Regions from separate parts of the Rattus norvegicus genome. Here region 2 is linked to region 1. The links are chromatin contacts, called in public Hi-C maps. All regions are on one chromosome and are shown on one strand. Each heading gives the region's core, a stretch centred on a gene start, on an enhancer-like site or on the middle of the called end of the contact. The rest is flanking DNA. Distances are from core to core; before and after follow the strand shown. Region 1 holds the start of Cox7b (cytochrome c oxidase subunit 7B). Region 2 holds the start of Pgk1 (phosphoglycerate kinase 1).

Region 1 (7,593 bases), core at 2,201-4,700:
AAGCACAACAAAAACAGAAAGAGAGAAAGAATGGACAGATAAACAAGTCTGCACCTTCTCAAATGTTCTGGAAACAAGACAAACCGCCAGGTTAACAACCAAAAGCTCAGTACTTGGGAGACTGAGACAGGAGAATTGCCATGAGTGCAAAACCAAACTGGACTATACAGTGAATTCTAGGCTAGCCTGAGCTACAGTAAAAGACTCCATCTCCAAAAAAAAAGGAGGGGGGTGGAGAGATGGCTCAGTGGTTAAGAACACTGACTGCTCTTCCAGAGGTCCTGAGTTCAATTCCCAGCAACCACATGGTGACTCACAACCATCTGTAATGGGATCTGATGTCCTCTTCTGGTGTGTCTGAAGACAGCTACAAGGTACTAGTATACATAAAATAGTCTTTAAAAAATAAGATAAAGGGGTTAGGGATTTAGCTCAGTGGTAGAGCGCTTGCCTAGCAAGCACAATGCCCTGGGTTCGGTCCCCAGCTCCGAAAAAAAAAAAAAAAGATAAAGTGACACATAGACAGAAACATGATTTTAAATATCTGATAAAATGTTGACACATAACATGAATGTTCTTCACACAATTCTCATTTTTTCTGGATTCCTGAAAATTTTCACAGCAAAAATAAAAGTCAAATGTTTATTACTTTAAAATTATGGGGGTTGGAGAGATGGCTCAGCGGTTAAGAGCACTGACTGCTCTTCCAAAGGTCCTGAGTTCAAATCCCAAAAACCGCATGGTGGCTCACAACCATCTTTAATGAGATCTGACGTTCTGTTCTGATGTGTCTGAAGACAGCTACAGTGTACTTATATGTAACAAATAAATAAATCTTTAAAAAAATATTATGGCCCCAAACTATTGTAAGCAGAATTTTAAAATGATTGGTAATGAATAAGGCTTTTGATTATACAGTAAGACTATATAAGCAGGCAAGCCTATTTGTAACCTAAGCACTTGGAAGGTGGAAGCAAGAATCAGCCTAGGGTGCATGAGACCCTATCTCAAAAAATAGAGTAGAAAAAATGTATGAGAAAGATTTTATCATCATGTAATTTGTAGCCTAGAAATGAGTATTATAAATGAAGACACGAATTCTACAAGAAAGTAGAATTAACTTAGCATTTAGGAAAGTAGGATTTGTTCATAGATGTCGAAAAATGGAATTAAAAATCGACAGAGGGGTTGGGGATTTAGCTCAGCGGTAGAGCGCTTGTCTATCGAGCACAAGGCCCTGGGTTCGGTCCCCAGCTCCGAAAAAAAAAGAAAAAAGAAAAAAAGGAAAAAAAAAGAAAAAAAAATCGACAGAGATAGATAGATCTACTGTACCAGAAAGTCAATCAAGTTTGGATGAAGAACAAGGCAGCTTAGGAGTAAAACTAGAAAGAAGTGGTAAATACCAAGAAAAGCTATGCTTTTCTCTTTAAATCTAGACACCACTTCCTTATTGTTTTAAAGGATTTTAAAGGTGCTTACAGATGCAGTGTAAAAAGCAATGAATGTTGAACTGAGGTGTGGTGGTTTACACCTATACTCTCAGTACTTAGGAGGCTATGGTCTAAAAACTATACTCAATTTTGATGCCAGGCAGAGATGTAAAGTAAGACCATTTCAAAAATATAAACAAAATAAAATGTTGTTCACTCACTAATACTTAAAAAAAATATATATATATAATAGTTTCAGGCTGGGGAGAGCCTGGGTTCGGTGGCAGAGCTTTGGGTTCAAATTCAATCAAACTCCCCAAGACAAAAATAATGGTCTCTAGGTGTCAGAATCCCAATAATTAACCATTATATTAGCTCTTTAGCTGCCTTACTTACCCTTTCATTTTCACCTTTAACCAGTCACACCCAGGGAAATGTAGCTCGATTGGTGTAGTGCTTGCCTAACATTCCCTAGACTTGGTCCCTAACACTGCAGAAACAAACACAATTAGATCTATAAAGGTGCTAAGTACTTGTAAGCCCAGCACTTGGGAGATGGCGGCAAAGGATCAGAAGTCGAAGACATGCTTGGCTACAAGTTAAATTGGAAAGCAAACCTAGTGTACTTGAGACCCTCCCTCAGAAAACAGCCACATCCAGATAAGCAAATTAATAAACATTCCATAATGGGTTCTGCTCTAGAACACTTAAAATGTATGGGAACTCCACACTAAGAAATAGAAACGCAACAAAATAAACTTGAAAAAAATAACCTTTTGCCTGCTCTCCAGAGCAAGTTCCAGGACAGCCAGGCTACACACACACACACACACACACACACACACACACACACAACCCTGTCTCAAAAAAACAACAAAAATGTTTCCTACAGTATTTTAAAAGTCCCTAAATCACTCAAAGATCAAAGAAATTGAGATTAGCAACAATTGTTGTTTCAACACTCTGATTTACCAAGTGGATTTCCTTAAGTCTCTCTTCTGTACTAAAAATGACAAAAATGAAACAAAAAAATTTAGTGACCAGAGAACTGTTAATGATCTTATGAAATCGGTATTACTTACTAACCTTTGTTTTACAAAAACAAATTTATAAAGCTAAATCATTTGTCCAAAGTGAAAGAAAGAACACAGCCTGTGGCAGATGAAACATCAATTGGGCTCCTATTTTTTCAATTATTCCCAAAGTACTTCAGTGCTTAGAACACAGTGATACTCCTAACATTTCTGTAAAATAAAAATAAATCCATGACTAGAGAAGCAAGCTAAAGGTATTTGCGTAAGGTCACCTTTATTCACATTACTGAAGGTCACCTTCACGGGAAAGCAATTACGAAAATGAGTTTTTCTTTCCAGTCTAATGTTTTCTCCATATATAATGCTAGTCTCAAATTTCCACGTACTTGCCTAACTTTTAAGCAGGAACAAATGACCATGATTGTCTTCGCGATAATTAATATTCCGTTAATAATCTACAGACGACTTCTTCAAAGCTGCCAGAATTTTGCTTTTCCCCCTCGCTATGAATGCAGGTGAGGTAGATTTAGTTTCCTACCACCGCTACCACCATAGGAGATCAGTTCTATATAAATACAGTCCCAAAGCTACAATTTAGAACATGGCTAAAAGAGCAAGGTGCCCGCCAAAACGGTCTTCCTGGAAATGATAGGTCTCTGAAGAAAGAGAATGCAGAACTAGGCTAGGAACACAAGGACAGGATGATAAAGCCACTGTCACAGCTACCACTGTCATTGCTATCTTCCCAGTGACTGGAGACCACGCAGGGAACCGTGCACCTAGAATTAAAACTGCAGGCTTTAGGGCAGAGGAAAAAGGCATGAGAGCACGAGGGCAGATGGATCCCGGGTGTTGTAAAGGGCTCGCCCACATTATCTGCTCACCTTGGAGACGACTTAGTGCGTTTTTGGCCAAGGGCAACATCGCGGAGACAAGGATGGAACTGCGGTGACTACAGCTGCTACCTGGGTGCAAATTCACCCCAGCTACCCTTGCAGAGTCCTGAAAAACAAAATGGCTTTCTGCGGCGATTCCTAATGAGATTTGGTAACATATCGCGAGATTTGGGGAAATTGACCTATAGAAATTGTAATCCTATTTCCTGCGAGAAAAAAGGCCTTTGGGAAATGTAGTTTCAAACTTGATGGCTGCCATTGACTAGTATTTACTAAACAGGGAGATAACTCTTTGGACAAAGGTTTAGGACTCTACAAAGGAGATCTGAGACACCAACCTTACAGAAGGCACCAGCTTCAAGATGCTGGGAGATCAATTAGTCTTTTTTTCCCTAGGGATTCCATTCAGTGTATGTACATCTGGCAATGATACTATATACAAATGTATCTTCTTAAACTCTGTGTAAGGGCTCCAACTGCATATGTAGCAGAGAATAGCTTTGTTGGGGCACCAGTGGAAGGGAAAGCCCTAGGTCTTGCCAAGGTTGGACCCCCCAGTGCAAGGGAATATGGGGGGGGGGGCAGTAAGGGGGAATACCCATATGAGGGAGGGGGAGGGGATGGGGGCTTATGGACAGGAAACCAGGAAGGGTAATAACCTTTGAAATGTAAATAAAGAAATATATAATAAAAAATGTTTTAAAAAAAGAAAGAAAGAAACTCTGTGTAAGACAGAGTTTACTATGTAACCTAAACTGGCTAGAACTCACTATGTAGCCCAGACTGGCCTGGAATTTGCGATTTTTCTGCCTTAGCTTCTCCAGTGTCATGATTAGAGAAATAACGTACAAATCAAACTGCTTCTTAGAGCATCCTATCAGAAGGTATAGGACCTTAGCATCCCATTCAGTAATAATATGAACTTAATCATTTAATCAAAGCACTCCACACCAGATTGCTACACTTTAAAGTCAATGCTTTCCCTTGGTAATTCACAAAGTATCTTGTGGGGAAAGGAGGGATGTGTGTCAAAAAAGTAATTTTGTGAACGATACATTATGACTATTCTGTTCTGCATCAAACTTTTATCCATTTTGTATCCATTGGTGACTCTGTACCAAGTTGTTTCTATTTGACCACTCTGGTGCATGTGTCTAAAGCAACCTGAATGAGCATAACACAAAGATTCCCCAACCAACCATGCTTGTTTGGTACGCTTGTTTGCTCGTGTTTGTGTTTGTTTCTTGGAGACAAGATTTCATCCTGGGGTCCAAGCTAGCTTGGACTTTACTATGTAGCCAAGCCTGGCCTGGATCTCATGGCCAGCTGCCTGCTTCAGTTTCCCGAGTGCTGGGATTAGGGGTGTGAGCTGCTACACCTATGATTAACCATTTTAATTTTTTTCTTTTTAAATTTTGAGAAAAGCTCACGCCAAGTTGCCCCTATTTGGCTGTTCACTCACTCTAAAGTATAGACAGGCACTGAACTTGCAATCCTCCTGCCTCAGCCTCTCAAGTAGCAGCAATTAAACTGACCTATGAGGTCCAGCTTAATTTTTTCATAACCTATAGTCACATGCATTTTTCCTCTTCTTTGAAAGAGAGACTCACCATGGAACCTTAGTGGGCCTCAAAGGTGTGATTTTTCCCACTTTCCTCTGCCCAGTGCTGGGATTACAGGCATGTGCCACCACGTGTGGCTACTGCATTCTCTCTAGCTCTCTCTTCTGGTCTCTCATCTTCTCTGTGTCTTTTTGTTTGCTTGGTTTTGTTTTGTTTGAGACAAAACAAAGTTCCCCCCTTGTAGCTCAGGGAGAAACTCCCTATGCAACCTAGACTGGTAATAAGCCCTGACATCCTCCTGCCTCTACCTCTTAAGTACTAGGATTACACTTATATACTGCCACGCTCATCATTTTATATCTCTTTAAGTTGAGACCAATTACTTTTTTCTTTTTAAGATTTGTTTATTATTTATACAGCATTCTGCCTGCATGTATGCCTGCAGGCCAGAAGAAGGAATCAGATCCCACTATACACAGTTGTGAGCCTCCAAGTGGTTGCCAGAAATTGAACTCAGGACTTCTTGGAGAGCAGCCAGTGCTCTTAACCGCTGAGCCATCTCTCCAGGCCCTCCCTCTTTTAAAGTAGTTGCTTTCCTTTCAACACCCATCTCCTTAACTCTTGAATAGTGGAAATATAATTCTGTGGGATTTTTGCTTTCCAGCAGGACCTAAAAGAGTAATCACATATGTTCCACACGTTCTAAATAAATGTACCTTGGGTTTTCGATGTGGCTGTGATAAAATGCTTGCCCAGCTTGTGTGGGATCCTTTACTCAATGTCCTACACTGCAAAATAAATAAGTCTAAATTGTAATTGTGTGTGTGTGTGTGTGTGTGTGTGTGTGTGTGTGTGTGTACTGAGAGAATATTGAGGACTAAACCCATGTATTTACAAATGACAGTTAAATGTCCTATCAATGTCTTAGCCAGGGTTACTGTTACCATGTTGAAACATAATGACCAAAGGTAACTGTGATGAGGATTTCCAGTCATGGGAACAGTACTTGAGCTATCTTCAAGAATAGTATGCACTTGAAAAAAAGATTGGGGTGTGTGCATCTGTGTGTGGTATGGTATGTGTGTTTTTGGGGGTGGGGGCGGCTGCATGCACGTATGTGCACCAGGTATGTGCCTGGTCTCTGTGAAAGTCAAAAGAGGGCATCGGATCCTCTGGAACTAGATTGTTGCCCATCGTGTGGGTGCTAGGAGGGTCATCTCCAAAAACAGTTAGATGTTGTCAACCATCGAGACATTTCTCCAGCTTCTCTTCCAGAATATTATATTAAGAAGTAGATTTAAAGGGGCTGGGGATTTAGCTCAGTGGTAGAGCGCTTACCTAGGAAGCGCAAGGCCCTGGGTTCGGTCCCCAGCTCCGAAAAAAAAAGAACCAAAAAAAAAAAAAGAAGTAGATTAAAAAAAACTTTTTGGGCTGGAGAGATGACTCAGCGGTTAAGAGCACTGACTGCTCTTCCAGAGGTCGTGAGTTCAAATCCCAGCAACCTGTCGTAAGATCTGATTTCCTCTTCTGGTGTGTCTGAAGACAGCAACAGTGTACTCATATACATGAAATAAATAAAAAAAAATTTAAAAACCTTTTGATGTAAAATGTTTGGATGTTTTGGGTGTTGTCAGCATTGGGTTTGGGGTTGAGGAATTCTTATAATGCAAGCTTCCACTGAAGATCATGTAATTCTCTCGGACCTGTTTTAAGAGTCCAAGCTAGAATGGAACTCTAAAGATTCCTTGAATTCTTGAATTTAATCGTCCTGCTTCCACTTCCACCTCCCAAATGCTGGGATTTTGGTTGTGAGAAATCACCAGGGCTCCTTTATCTTTGAGACAATCTTACATCGATCAGGTTGGCCTGGGATTCTGACAATGGAGCCAAAGATGACCTTGAACAATTGGTGCTGTTGCTTTCACATTCCAAATGCATGGATTAGAGGCTTGTGTTAGGTAGGCCGGCTCAAATTCAAACAATTCTAAAGGAATGCTTTCTGGAGGATGATTCCATTTTTAAATGTACAAGCCATTTTGTGCCTCCAAAAAAAATTATTCAGAAACATTTCAAAACCGCGCATGTGTATTGAAAGTTCGCTGAGCGCTATATCTCTACGCGCACGAAAGGGGCGGTGCAGTCTTTTCAGCGGACCAATAAGAAAACTCCAGATTATCCTTTTCCTATTGGTTCCCAGAAACCAATCGGAAAAGAACTGGTTCTTTTAAGCGGGCGTCTGCTGCGTGTGACGTAATAAGCGGGGTCGCGTGGAAGGGCTGAGCCGAGCCAATGGGGAGCCGCAAGGGCTTGGTCCGCCCGTTCTCACGCCCCACCCTCGGACCGTGCTGGAAGAAAGTTTCGCCCGGTCGCCGAGAGAGACAAGCGAACATGGCCTCGCCGAGGTGGCTCTGGTGTGTGTGTGCGACCGCAGCGGTCACACTGCTGCTCGTTTCCAAGGTTCCTTCGGCCTCTGCCCAAAGAAAGAAGGAGGTGAGGCGGCGCCTGCCAGCGGCAGGGACTTTCTCAACTTGGGGCTAGAGAGGGTTCGCTCGCCCCTTCCCAGGGATCTGTGCTGGGCGTGACTTGGATTCCGCGGTTGGGAGGAAGTTGGCTTCACAAAAGCGGGAGCTGCAACTTCTTGTGTTGTAAGGTTTCGAATCCAAAAACAGGC
Region 2 (7,593 bases), core at 1,472-3,971, 190 kb before region 1:
TGCAGCCTGGTCTACATACAGAGTTCCAGGACAACCAGGGCTAGAGTGAACCCCTGCCTCAAAAAAACAAAGAAATAAAACAAAAACTTCACAGATAACATTAAATTACAACATCAAGTCTCTGTGGAAATCTCAGGATTCCAGGCCCTTTCCTTCTAAAACCTCAATGGAACCATGCCCGCCATTGACTCGTGGTCTGATTGCTAAATTCCACTGGTGTGAAGATGTCTGCTCTCCATTTTCTTCTCTTCCCACCAGGGCTATTGCTTTGCAAGTCCCAAAAGAAAACCAGTGGGGTTGGAGGAAGAAAGAGGACAAGAAAGAGAAGTACTTTTACCAGCAAGCAAAGGATGACTAGGAGCCTATGGGTGAGAAGAAAGGAAATGACATGACAGAATCAGCAGGAAATGTACTCACATGGCCTTGTAAAATCAACTAGGGGGAGGCGGAACCTGTTGGGGTTTCTGGCTACTGTTAAAGTTTCTCCAAAAGGAACTGGGGTGTGACTCAGTGGTAGAGTGCTCAAGCACAAAGTAGCTAGTGTTTGACTCCCTAGAACAAAAACTAATAAAAGTTACCAACACTAGTGAGAAGAGTGCCCTTCTACAGGACAGAAAGGAGGCAAGTGAAACAACCACCTCTCAGGAGGCCCCATTTCTGAAGGAAGCACTGCCAGCAACTACCACAAAAGACACTGAAACAAAACGGTATTGAGTTCACCCAGGCATGGCTGCCTAGACTCCTCTGAGAATTAAGCCTACAAGGCAACTCCCTATTCAAGATGCATTAATCTGGAAACAAAGCAACTTCATCACTGTGGCCTAAATACCAACAAGTACAATGTATCCATATTACAAAGGACTGCAAACTCCACCTACCTATCTCAACATGGCCCTGGCTCATCATGTTCAAGTAGCTAAAGAGACCGAAATTCTAGTCCTGGCTCTGCTACAAACTTTCTAGAGTTCAATAACCTTCAACATGCCCTTTTCCGTCAGTAAAACTAGACTAGCCAATCATTTCAAGACTCAAGGTTAACCTAGGAAAAGTGATTTGGGGCAAAAAAGAAAAACTGTTTCCTCCTGTCTCACCCCCCCCAACCAGAGCTAATTCCTTTAAGACAGTTTCCCTGTGTTAGATAGCATAAATCCCGGAACTGCAATTACAGAAAGGCGACCAGCACAATGTCCTACTGTCTTTCAGCAGCTGCATGCATCTGGCAAGGTCAGTCTCAAGCCAGTAATGATATAGTTTAAACCTTTTAAGCTAATTACAAGCCTACATCTACCTGTCTTGGTTTTCACAGGATCAATCTTTTCTCCTTAGAACAGAATGAAAAGCTAGGTAGAACCTCCCCTTTATCTATGATTAGGGTGGCTGGGATTTCTAACTCCATCCTGATTACAAGGGCCTATCCCATTTGGGGCAACACTGTTTTGCATGATAACACACTGGGTTGTTTCTGATTATCAGCACAGTAAGAGAAAATCACCTATCAAGTAATATGTGGCTTTACAATTCTCTAACTCTGGTGCAGAAGCAGGAGAAACTGTTGTGTTAGTATCTAAAGGATGCCCTCACTTGAACTGGCCCAAATTGTCAAAGGGAATAGGATTACACCGTTCACGTACTACCAATCAATCAACCGCTTCCAAAGGTCAGGCAGGCACAGTAGTCAGTCACTGCGACTATCTACGGCCCTTAGAAATTACCATCCTTCGGTCCTATACTTGTCACATGAACAGCCAGGCCCTCCAGTTATGTATCTAATCATCCGTCACTCCTGGCAAAAAATATAGATTATGAAAGGCAGAAATGTAGAAGATGCATGCACGCCAGTGATTCTGTCAGGTAAGGGAGAAGCCAACTTAATCAATGACCAGGGAATCCACATGTGCCGACTAAGAGGGCGCCACGTGCGTGGGAGCCTTCCTCACTTCTGACATCCTGCTTCTCTAGCCACCTCTGAGGGTGAGGTTACAGGCCTCCAACTCCCGGCGGCCACACCCTGCATGTGTCACAATCCTGATGCAAACCCCAAGGCCAGGAGTCCAACGGCAAGGTAGGGCAGCAGAAGCCTGTTACATAAGCTATACCGAGCTTCATCCAGTGGGCCTCACCCTCCCACCCACAATTCTTTGGGGAATGGGACCTCCACTCCAGAGCATTTTGACCAACATCTTTTGGGAAAGAAATCATTTTACCAGGACGAATGAAACGTGGGCGGTTTCGAGTTCGTCACGAATGGTCCAAGGATCTTGGGGGAAGGGAAATTAGCCAAATGACCTTTCAAGGTCCCTCAACTGGGGCCTAGAGATTTGCAGGATAAGCATTAGGTCCAATCTCACTACAAGAGACGAAACCACACTTCGGAAATGGGAAAAGGATTGAGTCCTAGGGATCTGAGCCCTTTCTCGGTTGGATCCACTCCCTAAAGGACACTATTGGTCACTTTTTATGCTATGAGAAGAGCAGTTAGGAAGCATCAAACTCAGGCAGTCTCCGCCATGAGAAACAGCCCTGACCTCCAAACCCAGGACCCCCGAGAGCCAGTTGAAAAGTAAGCACAACTTAGGGTGAACGGAAAAATGTGCTTGCCAAGGCCAAAGCGACTGTGGCCCCGAGGGCTTGAGGGCAGCAGAACAGAATTACCTCATCACGACCCGCTTCCCCTTCACGTCCAGCTTGTCCAAAGTCAGCTTGTTAGAAAGCGACATTTTGGCAACACCGTGAGGTCGAGAGGCCCGGAGGAGAGGAAGAGGAGAACACTGCAGCAGACGTGCGCTTTTGAAGCGTGCAGAATGCCGGGCCGCGGGAGGACCTAAGGGTGCCTGCCCCGCCCCTAAGCCGGCCCCGGGCCCGCCCCTTCCCAGCCTCTGCTTCCAGAAAGCGAAGCAGCAAAGCTGCTATTGGTCGCTGCCCCAAAGGCCTGCCCGATTCCATTGCTCGGCGGTGCTGTCCATCTGCACGAGACTAGTGGGACGTGCGACTTTCATTTGTCACGTCCAGCACGACGCGAGCTGCAGAAACTTCCTGACTAGGGGAGGAGTAGAAGGTGGCGCGAAGGGGCCCCTAAAGAAAGGAGCCGGTTGGCGCCTACCGGTGGATGTGGAATGTGTGCAAGGCCAGAGGCCATTCCAAGTGCCCGCGCGGCTGCTAAAGCGCATGCTCCGGACTGCCTTGGGAAAAGCGCCGCCCCCACCCGGTAGAATTCCCAGGCGCCTTTTCTAGACCTCTGCAAATGTCATCCCCTTTTGGATTCCTCTGCTTTCTCAGCTCCCAAATGGAAGTCCACTTAAGGCCTTCTTGGTAATCGAAACCTCTCAGAAGTCAAAAAAGGACCTGGTCTTCCCCCCGCCCCTTATAATAAAAAGTACAATATAATTGCTGTGGTTACATTATTCATAATGACGAATACATACAGCATGTGTCATGTTAACTAACAATTAAAATTCCTAAGTACGTTCTGTTATTAAAGTTGAAGTAACTGATAGAGAAAGATTTAGTGTCTTCTCAAGACTGCAGAGCTTGTAAGTGATCATTGCAGTCCTGGGCCACTGGGATTTAGACTGCTCTGTGAGTGTAGCTCAGCCGTAAATTGCAGGCCAGAGGCTGTGGATCCAACCTCCGGCACCGGTTAAATTAACCAAAAACACTTTAAATCTCTCCTGACACTAATTTGGGCTAAGGATGCTGCTCAGTGGTAAAGTGCTTGCCTACACTCTGAGGCAGGACAACTACTTAGGAAATTGAAGGGCACATAAGAAATGTAAGCCCTTCTTCACTGGCCTGTTCTTTCCTTTCCACCTCTACTCACTGGCTGACACCCAGGAGTGAGTGGCCAAACCATCTCTGGAAATTACTAAGTTATGTGAAGTAACTCAGAAAGACAATCCCGTGTGTTTTCTACATATGCAGCTCCTGTATAAGCACATATGTGAAGAGGGTAGAGACAGGGCTACCAAAGGGAAAATAATTTTAAGAGAACAAAGGAAGGGGGAAAAAACTGGGTAACAGGAGGCAGTGGCATGAAAGAGACAAAGAACTGCAGCCTACAGAGGAATGCTGAGAGCCCCCATGGTTATCCAATACCAGTAGCACGCTCTGAAATCAAATACATACAAGGGACTTTACAGAGACTGAGAAGGCTGTCCTTACATATTTAGGTACATACATACACACACACACACACACACACACACACACACACACACACACACACGGAAAAAAAGCCATGAATTTGAGAAAGGAGCTGCACCTTTCCTGCTAACCAATGTCACTGACCCTGCATTTTGTCTTTGTGTTTTGTCAACAAGCTAACTGCTTCACTCTGGTGAAACTCTTTTCCATGGTGGATGGCAAGGTCTCCAGGCTCTAAGGACATTGCATAGGTCGCAGTGCCAGCAATACTGAACCAAATGTCCTGATGCCAGTGACAAATCTGTACACATAAGTACTTTTTAATTTTTAGTTTGTCTTCGAGTGTGTAGTTTTTGCCTGCATGTATGTCTGTGTTTAAGATAAACATTCGTTGTTGCCAATCATTTCCATACTTCCTTTCTTTCAACCTTACTGGAAAACAACCCCTGGAAGGTATTTCAAACAAGTCTCTGGACTTCCTATCATGCAGTAGCTATTTCATTCTGGCTGAGTTATCATTGTAGTGAGTCAAACTGTCCTCAGATAAGGTACAATTATATAGTATTGGATATCAAAGAGGAAACCATGCACACAAAGACAATGATTCTTCCCAGTTATTGAGCACTTACTGTTTGTCCAGCACTGCTGACATGACTCACTACTTTGCCTAAGAACTTTATGAAGTAGGTATTGTATCTTAAACACAAGAACACTGAAGATTATAGAGATTGGGAAGCTTTTTCCACTACTGGCCTAAAATAACAGAGAGAAACAGACAACCAACGATGAGAAGAAGTCTGACAACAGAAAAACCTGAAACATAGAGAAATCTACAATTATACACATGAGGTAGGGTAAATATGGACCAGATCCCTTGGGTGTTATACCAATGTTACAGACATTTTTTTCTCCTAACAGAACTGGACAACCCATTCAATACAGCCAGTCACCTCACCAGGAGCTAGTCCCCACCTTCCTTGCTTACAGAAATCCGATTTAATAGAGTGTTGGGTTAGTGACCAGTGCTCAGCAAAGATAGGCTTATCTCCTAGCACCAAAGGATAAATCACTGTTGACCTAAGCTGAGTCTGGTAATCCCATCCCCCACATACCCCTTTGTTACACATTGGTCTGGGAATGGGCAGTGACCCAACTTAGATCAATGAGATAAAAAGGAAAGTAAGTCTGCAGTTCTGGGAACAATGGAGATTAGTAAGAAAAGCAAGCCCTGCACATACATATATTGACCATTTCTAAGTAACAGAAGATGGGAGGTGGGTAGTACCTACGGAGATCTCTCTCTCTCTCTCTCTCTCTCTCTCTCTCTCTCTCTCTCTCTCTCCCTCCCTCCCTTCCTCCCTCCCTCCTTCCCCTCTGTCCCTCCCTCCCTTTTTTTTCTTCCTCCCTCCCTCCCTGTCTCCCTCCCTTCTCCTCCCTCCCACTTCTTCCTTCTCCCCCTTCCCTCCTCTTCCTCTCCCTCTCTGATCCTTCATTCTGGGGACAGCAGCTGCCATATCTTGGGATCACTCAAATACTTTCATGGGGTGGCCCAGATAGTGAGGAACTCAGAGTACCTTTCAACACCAGCATAGAACTGAGTCTTGCTGCCTGCAGATTTATAAAGGAGCCAGCCATCGAAGTGGACACTCCTGCCCCCAAGTCAAACCTTCAGATATCTGCAGCCAAGACATATAATTGCATATAATTACAATCTCAGGAGGTGCTTCCAACTAAAACCAGCTTAGATGTTGTCCAATCCCTGACTCACAGAAAGTCTGAGGTAATATTTATTGTTTGGAAGTGCTAAACTTTGAGGTACTTTATTATTCAGAAATACACAATTAATACAGAGTCTCCACAATGATTTTGTTCTGTAAGACAAAATCATCATCCGAACATTGAGAATGGTGACCTCAAACTACAGAATAACTGAATCCTTAATGACAGCAGCGGTTTACTGACTTAAGTAATCCCAGCATCACTGTACAACCTTCCTTTCTATCATGTCAAATAAACAAACATCTAATGCGAGTAATAATTTGCAGCTGAAACATCTCACTACAGTACAGGGGAGAATTAAATGGCACTCATATGATCAAGTTTACAGTTTTGTAAATCCTTTTTTTTATGATAAGGTCTCACTATGTGGTCCAGGCCACGTTCAAACTCATGACCCTCTTGTGTTAACCTCTTGAGTGCTGGCATTACAGGTATATACCACCACATCTGACTATACATCGTTTTTTAGATATTTCCATGCCTGCTAATATTGGAGTAGATAGTTAAGACCGATTGTCTCACTGAAAGATAATAGAAAAGCTGGATTCATTGGAGGGACAGGTGCTAGAAGCTATGCCAAGGATTGGACCCAGTGCCTCACACACTCCACAAAAACAATGTATTTAAAACAGGGTCTTGCTGTGTCTGCAGCCATGTGTATGCTCGGGCTACAGATGAGGCTTGCCTCTAGTGTCCTCCGCTGTGGTAAAAAGAAGGTCTGGTTGGACCCCAATGAAACCAACGAAATCGCCAATGCCAACTCCGATCAGCAGATCAGGGAGCTGATCAAAGACGGGCTGATCATCCGGAAGCCTGTGACTGTCCTTTCTCGGGCTCGATGCTAGAAGAACACCTTGGCCCGACGGAAGGGCAGGCATGTGGGCATAGGGAAGAGGAAGGGTACTGCCAACGCTCGGGTGCCTGAGAAGGTGACCTGGATGAGAAGGATGAGGATCCTGCACCGGCTTCTCAGGAGATACCGGGAATCTAAGAAGATTGACCGCCATATGTATCACAGCCTGTACCTGAAGGTCAAAGGGAATGTGTTCAAAAACAAGCGGATTCTCATGGAGCACATTCACAAACTGAAGGCAGACAAGGCCCGCTACTGGCTTCAAGAAGCTACTGGCTGAGGAGGCTGAGGCTCGCAGGTCAAAGACCAAAGAAGCACGAAAGCGCTGGGAGGAGCGCCTCCAAGCCAAGAAGGAGGAGATCATCAAGACTCTGTCCAAGGAGGAAGAGAACAAGAAATGAAGCTTCCCTCATGTCTGTACATAGTGGCCAGGCTGTGGCCTCTCGTGGATCAGTCATTAAAATAAAACAAGCCCTTGTCCTTGTCAAAAAAAATTTTTAAAAATTTAAAAAAAAGCAGGGTCTTATTAAAGCTGTTAAGGCAGAACTTCAACTCACTCTGCAGCCCTGACCAGACAAATTTGTGATTCCCTCTGCCCCATGATCCCAAAAACTGAGATTGCAGGCCTGTGCCCTCAGGTCCAGTTTAGCCCAAAACTTTAAAATGTTGTTTATTGTGCCAGGCACACACCTTTAAGCCCAGCACTCAGGAGGAAGAGGCAGGTGGGTCTCTGCGAGTTTCAAGGCCAGCCTGATCTACAGAGTGAGTTACAAGTCGGCTTTGATTGTTAGAAAAGAGAAACTCTGTCTCAAAGAAACAAA

What was found. Hi-C and Micro-C count contacts between places; a contact is called where the count stands out from the background.
Region 2: a contact with region 1 is called in a Hi-C map of liver, with 4 times the contacts expected there. The contact joins the promoter of Pgk1 here to the promoter of Cox7b in region 1. A contact is called at or near these places in 3 of 12 Hi-C or Micro-C datasets (liver, mammary epithelial cells and prefrontal cortex).

What each region holds. Positions count from the first base shown.
Region 1 is chrX:75,144,893-75,152,485 of GRCr8, reverse strand. It overlaps Cox7b (cytochrome c oxidase subunit 7B), which reads right to left and starts at 3,450. Exons shown (of 3, transcript NM_182819.2): 1 at 3,349-3,450. The coding sequence starts at 3,388. It overlaps Magt1 (magnesium transporter 1), which reads left to right and starts at 7,274. Exons shown (of 10, transcript NM_053946.2): 1 at 7,274-7,412. The coding sequence starts at 7,311.
Region 2 is chrX:75,332,116-75,339,708 of GRCr8, reverse strand. Pgk1 (phosphoglycerate kinase 1) reads right to left here and starts at 2,721. Exons shown (of 11, transcript NM_053291.3): 1 at 2,653-2,721. The coding sequence starts at 2,717. It also overlaps the pseudogene Rpl19-ps17.